2 separate regions of the Triticum aestivum genome follow, and region 2 is linked to region 1. A link is a contact called in public Hi-C data. All regions are on one chromosome and are shown on one strand. The core of a region is the stretch at or near the end of the contact, and the rest is flanking DNA. Distances in the headings are between cores, read along the strand shown. Region 1 has its middle 72 kb from the start of LOC123123195. Region 2 holds the start of LOC123123196.

What was found. A called contact is a pair of places that touch in the nucleus more often than the background predicts.
Region 2: a Hi-C map of leaf shows a contact between it and region 1, with 2.2 times the contacts expected there. The contact joins the promoter of LOC123123196 here to the enhancer-like site in region 1. A contact is called at or near these places in 2 of 5 Hi-C or Micro-C datasets (both in leaf).

Annotation. Positions count from the first base shown.
Region 1 is chr5D:499,657,354-499,661,474 of IWGSC CS RefSeq v2.1, forward strand. No RefSeq gene overlaps it. Among protein-coding and RNA genes, the nearest start is that of LOC123123195, 72 kb to the left of the region's middle. Within about 2 kb of position 1,823, at least 6 of the 8 cell types and tissues checked have an H3K27ac peak or open chromatin away from gene starts, as enhancers often do. A contact at or near this core is called in leaf, where this site is marked.
Region 2 is chr5D:499,833,867-499,837,876 of IWGSC CS RefSeq v2.1, forward strand. It overlaps LOC123123196, which reads left to right and starts at 1,781. Exons shown (of 3, transcript XM_044543662.1): 1 at 1,781-2,511; 2 at 2,609-2,801; 3 at 2,902-3,856. The coding sequence starts at 2,083. The coding sequence ends at 3,425.

The sequences.
Region 1 (4,121 bases), core at 573-3,072:
GAACTTTTTTTGAAATTCTTTGAACTTTTTTCAAATTCGATGAATTTTTTTCAAATTTGATGAACTTTTTTTGAAATTCAATGAACAGTTTTTTCAAATTCTATGAACTTTTTTCAGATTTGATGAACTATTTTTCAAATTCGATGAACTTTTTTCTAATTCGATGAACTTTTTTTGAATTCATGAAGTTTTTCCATTTTTGTGAACTTTTCCTTTCAATTCATGGATTATATGAATGCCTTTACAAATATATGTTTTCTTTATTCAAAGAATTTAAAGGAGGTATAAAGTACTAGTATGTGTTTAATGTTTGTACTATATGACATATTAAATAGCTTTGTTTTTCTAAACTAATTTGTAGTTTGAGGTTGGTCCAGTGGTTAACCCTTGTGGGCATTTAAATGCGCGTGACGAGTTCGACTCCCGCTTCTACCGAATAAATCTTTTTGCTTCTCAGCAGCTTGCTGGGCCGGCCCAGTTCGCGTCCGTGCGGGCGCCAGCGGCACAAACTGGCGCTTACAGCGTTGTCTAGGAGCTCCCATATTTCTTGGCCCTGCTGCTGCCAAACCCCTATTCGGCGCCTTCAGCGCCCCTTACTTCGATTTCGACAAACGGGCGCACATTTCCACTTCCATGCTGGGCCGGCCCATTTTTCCTTCTTTTTCCAGTTTTAAAAGGTAAAAAAAGCATGCGGGAGTGAGATTCGAACGGAGACCTCCTGGTTTCTGGTTAGCTACCATAGCCAACTAGACAACGTACGTCATTTGATTAGTTACTTCCCTTTCCCTCTTTTGTTCCTTCCTTTCCTTTTTTTTCTAGTTAAATGCGTGATTCTTTTTTCATAAAATAGATGAACTTTTTTCAAAACCGGTGAACTTTGTAGAATCCGTGAATTTTTTTCAAAATTGATGAACTTTTTTTGAAAATCCGTGAACTTTTTTATCAAAATCGGTGAACTTTTTTCAAACAAGTGAACCTTTTTTCAGAATCTGGTGAACCTTTTTTTTCAAAATTCATGAACTTTTTTTTTGTCAAAATTGATGAATTTTTTCAAACCCGTGAACTATTTTTCAAAATCCGGTGAATGTTTTTCATATTCGTGAACTTTTTCTGAAATCCAGTGAACTTTTTTCAATTTTATGAACATTTTTGGGAAATTCGTGAATTCATTTTTCAAAATCGATGAACATTTCTAATATTCGTGAATTCTGTTTCATATTTACGTCTTCTTTTTCCGAAAAATCCTAACTGGGACCGGAACCGCTGCCAAATAGCACTGTTTTCCTACATATTTCATCAACGTTGTTGCGCTAGAGTGATTAGCACGACAACCGTGCGGGCGTAGGCATGCAGGTTCGAAACCTACGTCTCGCAGAATAATAGCGATGAATATGTTATTTTTTTCCTTGATGCGAAAGATGCTGGGCTGGCCCACTATGGTTCGCCTTCCAGCGCCCACTAGACCAAGCGGCGGCGCTGAGGGCGCCGAAAAGGAGCTCTCCCTGCTGCCGGCGGCCTATCTTGCAATCTCGTTTTGCTCGCCCCATGGCCCGATATCAATCCATATGTTTCTTATCCTAAACTGGGTAGAGAGGCCCACGAAAGTTTCAATCGGAAAAGGGAATACACGCCCAAGATTGAAAAAAAAAACACTAGGTCGTGGCGGGCACGTCGCTCTCCAGTGTGAGTCCAGCCAGAAGAGCAAGCAGTGGTTTCTCAAAAAAAAAAAAAAAAAGAGCAAGCAGCGACGCGGCACAATGCCGTGCGTGCAGTGTCGTCTCGCAACCACAACCCCACGGTGCAGCTAACTCGGTCGCCGTCATCCGGTCACGCGCCGCGCATGCAATGGCGATGCCGGAGCCCTGGCTTCCCCGGCCGTCCCTCTCCGAGACATCGAGCTCGCAATTGACGTCACGGCGGACGTAAATTTGCCCGTTGGCCTCCATGTACAGCACTGTCACTTCAGCTGTGTAGCTCAAGTTCCTCTCCTGTCTGCGATCACAGAGCAACGACGTGGACGCTCGCACCGCATGTGGTTCGCCTGATCACGCCACGCGATGCTCATTTTGTTGATGATATTCAGAGCTGCAGGCAGAAAGACTTTGAGGGGAACCACCACGGGTCGGGGCGTGCAGCAGGTGCATCATTTTTGGAGCTTCTCCGGCCCAATGGGAGCGAGGGACGCAAAGCATTCGCATTCACTCATGCTGCGTGCACATGTCCCTTTTAACCTTTGCTTCTTGGGTGCAAGTGAGAGATCATTCGTTCCAAGGTGCGCCGTGGCGCAACCCCTTTCAGCACGCATGCAGCAAGGTTACCTCAACAAGCAAGTTTGCTCCAGCTTTATTCCATTGCATTTGCATGTTTCACGGATGTTCCGAGCCGTAAGTACCGATCTTTGTGTATAGCGCCGTTCGTAATACTAAAAATGGTTAAGGAGCAAAATGATGCAAGAGACCGCCCGCGGATCGATCGCCTCTCCTCCCCTACCTACCTTCTTAGGAGTAGATTTCAAGTTCTAGCTAGATGCTTATTATTGCACGAAAAAACACAGAATTAGGTAGCCGTGTCAATCTTGAGATAAGATTGGGAAAAGAAAGGGAGGCACTCGCAACCAGCTCGCTCAGACACGACCGAAAAAAAGGGAGGGACGACACAAATGATGAAGTTCGACGCAAGCAAACCATGTTCGCCTCTCAACCACCACCTAAACCCCTACTCCATCAGCCACTAATTAAGCACCACACTTGGTTTCTTAATCTGTCCAAACACATGGCACCAAAGCCATTGCTTTCCTACTTACGGTGCCAAGATATTGCACCTAGCCTTTTTTTAGTGGATAAATATTGCACCTAGCTAAAGTGAAGGTTTCAGGTAGTACACTGAGTGGTGAGTAGTGAGGCTAGTACGTACTGAGTCCAACCTTTTGGGCCCCTTTGTCCCTCTCTACCATACGGAGTGGTTATTTATTGTGACACGGAAGTATGAAATGATGCCTCATTTGATTATGGGCAGGACGACAAACACTAAAAACCATCACTCGGGACATGTCTCATCCTTTCTTAACCAGGGAAAAACCAAAGGCTGGTGGTAAAAGCCTAGCTAGGAGAAAGCGAGAGGCCTCCCCTCCCTTGCACTCGAGTAGATTAACTTGGCCGTGAGAGCTTGGGCAGGCTACATCAATGCATCATTCTTTTCCAATTACCATTTCCTCCACTGTCTTTAACTTGATCACCTAGCTCACACCATCTCTCTCTCTCTCTCTCTCTCTCTCTCTCTCTCTCTCTCTCTCTCTCTCTCTCTCTCTCTCTCTCTCTCTCTCTAATAAACCGTGTTAATTTACAATTGTAGTATTATTTGGTGTCTGCCACTGAGATCAATAAACCATGTTAATCCACCATAATTTCATTTGGTTTCTGTCTCCCAACAAACCATGCATGTCGACGTCGAAAAAACAATCATTGTGGCATTGTGGTACATCGGCCTTGAAGATGAAGAGGACAGCAGGCACACATCAATCGCCACAGTTGTTAACGAGAAGGGGGAGCAGTCGCCACTGCCTGCCTTGTTGCTTTTCCGCGGAAGTAACAGCTGATGTGAGCTCTCTCGAGACGGGGCCCTCCTTAATTGATTGCTAGCTCCCCTTAATTGACCTAGCAAGAGCGTACGCTCTGCACTGCACGCACGTCGCTTAACGCCAAAGCTCTGCACGCTGCATTATGTCCTGCTGGTGCCTGTCCGCTAAATCCCCGCGTCCCCGGCCCTCACGTCGTCCTGAAAAGTATAATGCTTTCTCGGTGAAGAAAAGTCTAGTTTCTTTTAAAAACTTCCAATCTATTCATCTTCCATCATCGCAGTACAAAGAACAACAGGGGTAATAAAAATTACAATCATGTCCGTGAACCATCTAGCGACGACTACAAGCACTGGAGCGCGTCGCCCTCATCACCCCTCCCTCACCGGAGCCAGACAAACCTTATTGTAGTAGACAGTCGGGAAGTCATCGTGCTAAGGCCTTATAGGACCAGCGCTCCAGAGTAGCAACCATCGCCAATGAAGAAACTCGTAGATAAAAAGGATCAAGCCTGTAAACACCCGAACGAAGACCGGATCCAAACAGA
Region 2 (4,010 bases), core at 531-3,030, 180 kb after region 1:
GCATTTGCATTGGTTTGAGATTTCCTTTTTTGAGGCTGCATTAGTTCAAGATTTTGAATACGATGAATGTGGTTGCCCGAACGAACAAATGGGGGTGGCCGGCTCTTGTCTGTGGATGCCACGTGAGCCAAGTTTGACCGGGGATGCTCTTGTTTTGGTCCTTGCAAGATTTGATGCTGAAATTTATTTTAGGCTTTGTCGGTCATTTCTTGTTTCAAAATATCAATGCGCTCGATAGCACCCAGCACGATCGATCCGACATAATTTTTTCGAAATCTAGAATAAATACTCTACTATTATATATTTTATGTGGGAATTAAATTTCTCATTATATGAACAGTTTATATCTTTAAATTAGGAAGCGCATTTTTTTGGTCCTTCCTAATTCTGATACTAATTTTATTCGAAGTTGTACAAGTACAACATGGGTGGGTTGTACTACTACTATCTTAATATAACAACCGGTGACAGGAAAATATTTTAGAAATTGAAGCCGAAAAATTGAAACATCTTGCACAAATGTCTCTCGAGCTTCCGCATGGCACTGGGCTCACCATGCTAGAACAACCACATCCAATTCCAATCATAAAAAAGCTTAGAAGAAATGGTTGATCAACAAAAGAAGGAGATCAATAAGGATAATTGATTTATAAATTGTTGATTTTTTCCATCCTGGATTATTCAGAGCAATCTTGAATCGTTGAATTGGTTGTCTGCTATATTGATCGAATGATCTCGTGCATGCCTTTGCATTGATTCGAGATTTCCTTTTTTGAGGTCGCATTGGTTCGAGATTTTGAATACGACGAATGTGGTTGCCCAAGCGAACAAATGGGGGTGGCCGGTTCTTTTCCACGGACGTCAGGGTAGCCAAATTTGACCAGAGATGCTCTTGTTTTGGTTGTCGCAAAATCAATTGCTGAAATTTATTTTAGGCATTGTGAGTCGTCACTGGTTTGAGAATATCTTTGCGCTCGATAGCTGCGAGCACCATCGATCCAACCGAATTTCTTCGAAATCTAGAATAAATACTCTACTATTATATATTTTACGCAGGAATTAAATTTCTCATTATTTCAATAGTTTATAGCTGTATGGGCCTTTGCGTTGCGGGTAAATTGGGAAGGGAATTTTCATGGTCCTCCCTAAATATGATGCTTATTTTTATTCGAAGCAGTCGTAGTACAACTTGCGTTTTCCAAGAAAAAAAGAGAAGTACAACATGGGTTGTACCATAACGATAAGCCAACAATTGTTGGTGGCTAGGAAAATGTTTTAGAAACTGTAGCAGGAAAATCGAAACACCCTGCTCAAAAGTCCTCTCGTACTTACGTATGGACTAGGCCAACACGCTAAAACAGCCCTATCCAATCCAACCAGAAAAGATAAATATATCTCTGTAAAAGAAAGAAAAAAAACTTTTAAACGGGTCGGTAGCACTAGCAGTAGTCCCTCACTATCCAGTCCCACTCCACACCTCACGCCCGCACGCCACCCACGGGCCCCACCTCCCAGCGCGAAATCCCCATCATACCCCTGAGCTCCAGCAGATGGTCCTGCAAACGGCAGACCATCATCGGGGGGCAAAATGGGCATGCGCAGCCGTTCCCTGGCGCAGACGGCAAACGCCGTGCGAGGCGCGTGTCACCGTCGGGCGACCCGCCGCTCGCCCCACTCCGCCACGTACCCGCTGGGCCTACCGGGCCCGCGGCCCGCCACGTCACCCCGCCCCCACCTGAGCCCTTTAAGACCCCGAGGCTCCCGTCCCGTTTGAACCCCCTTCGCTCGCTTGTAAACTGTGAAAAGGAGACGGGGAGGGAGGCGACCGGCGACCGACCGTGAGAGGGAAGAAAAAATAATAATAACCAGCCGCCCGCCGGGAATGGCCGCCGTCGCCGCCGGCGAACTGGACGGGCAGTAGAGGGCGTCCGTCCTATCTCTTTTTTTTTCTCGCTGTGTGTGTGGTTGGGGCGGTGGTTGCAGTCGGGACTGGTGGTGGTGTGTAACTGCGCTGGTGTGGTTGGTTGGAGTTCGGGATTGGGGATGGCGTGGTTGCGGTAGTGGTTAGGATTCACGCGATCGATGCCGTTCCAGCTCAAGCCCGGTCACCACCACGGCGCCATGGACGGGAAGCCGCCGCCGCCGCCGCCGACGCTCGCGCCCGCCCCGACGCCGCCCGCGCCGCCCAGGGTCTCCCGCCTCCGCAGGCTGCTCGTGAGGGTCTCCGCCTCGGAGCGCCTCGCGGTCGCCGGGGACGGGAAGGAGCGGGAGAAGGAGGAGAGGCCCGCGGCCGGCGGGGAGGCGGAGGTCGGCTCGGTGGGGCTCGACCGCATGGTGCTCAGCTTCATGGAGGACTCCGCGGCCGTCGAGCGGCCGCCGCGCGGCCGCTGCAACTGCTTCAACGGCAGCAACTACGAGGAGAGCGACGACGAGGAGGGCTTCTTCCTCCCCTCCGGCCAGGCCTCCGCGCCGCCCCCGTCCGCGGCCGGCGACACCCTGGAGGCACTCAAGGTACTGGAATTTTCGCATGGCACGCCAACCCCTCCCCAAATTGGGAAAAGCCGCAACGAATTTACGAGGCGGTTGCCTCCTTTCCCTTTGCGTGCAGGGTTTGGTGCAGAGCGCGAGCGTCGCGGAGCGGAACCTTCTCGCCGACGCTTCCAGGATCGCCGAGCGGTGCGGCCGGACCTGCAAGGGAAAGGCCGAGTGCCGCCGCGCCGTCGCCGACGGCCTCCGGGCCCTCGGCTACGACGCCGCCGTCTGCAAGTCGCGCTGGGAGAAGACTAAGTCCTACCCCGCAGGTACCAAATCCATCCCGTCCTCCTCGATTCACATACGCTCGGTCTATATTCCCCTTTCATGGCATGGCAGGGGATTAATCGATCCTCTCCGTCTACGCAGGGGAGCACGAGTACATCGACGCCGTGGTTGGGGACGGAGGGCGGCTGATCGTGGAGGTGCACTTCAGGTCCGAGTTCGAGGTGGCCCGGTCGACCAAGGCGTACCGCGCGGCGCTCCAGGCGCTGCCGCCGCTGTTCGTGGGCACGTCCGACCGGCTAGGGAAGATCGTGTCCGTGGTGGCGGAGGCGGCGCGGCAGAGCATGAAGAAGAAGGGGCTGCACTTCCCACCATGGCGTAAGCCGGAGTACATGCGCGCCAAGTGGCTGTCCCCGCACGTTCGCACCGGCGACAAGTCGGCCGCAACCCCGTCCCCCGCCGCCTCTGCCACGGCGACGGCGGTGTCGGCGGCGAGCTTCTCGGGCGAGTTCGAGCTGCTGTTCGGCATGAACAGGAGCGGGGTCTCCCCCACCCCCGGCGAGAAGATCACGGTGGTGGTGTCGCCGTGGCGCCCGACGGAGGAGGCGGCGAGCAAGAAGCAGCAGCCCAGGGCGAAGGTCGTCACGGGGCTCGCCGCCGTCCTCTGAGCGTGGCGAGGCGGACAAAATAACCGCCAGTAGATGGACGGATCCCCAATTTTTCCACCCACCGCCTTTTCCGTTTCTTTCTCCTCGGCGCGCTTCGATCCGTTGGCGGATCCCGTTTTTGGTGTTTCCGTGTTCGTTTTTCCGGGGTTTTTTTGTTTCGGAAAAGAGAAAAAAGCACTCGCCCACCCCCTAGTAGTACCATCCATCCTCCATTAATTTCGAGTTTTGACCCCCCCTGCCATGTAATTTTTGTTCTCGCCATGAGGAGGCCGTGGAGCTTTGGTGATGCTTCACCCCCTCCCGCCGAATAGTAGTATTAGTAGCAGCAGCTGTAAGAGAAGAAGAGGGAGATCGTCCGGCGAGGCTTCTCGCCGGTTGTTCTCTGCTTGCCTGTAGGAATTGATCAATCTAAGACTTACCTTGCCAGTGAAGAGTTGTTATATAATCTTATGGACGGTCTGCTTGTTATTGCTGTTGAAGAGATGAACTATGATGAGTAATAATTCAAGTATATGCCATGTTTTTCTCCACTCTGTTGAATTGATGAATCGATGATACACTTGAGTGAGCCGAACTGTGTGGCGC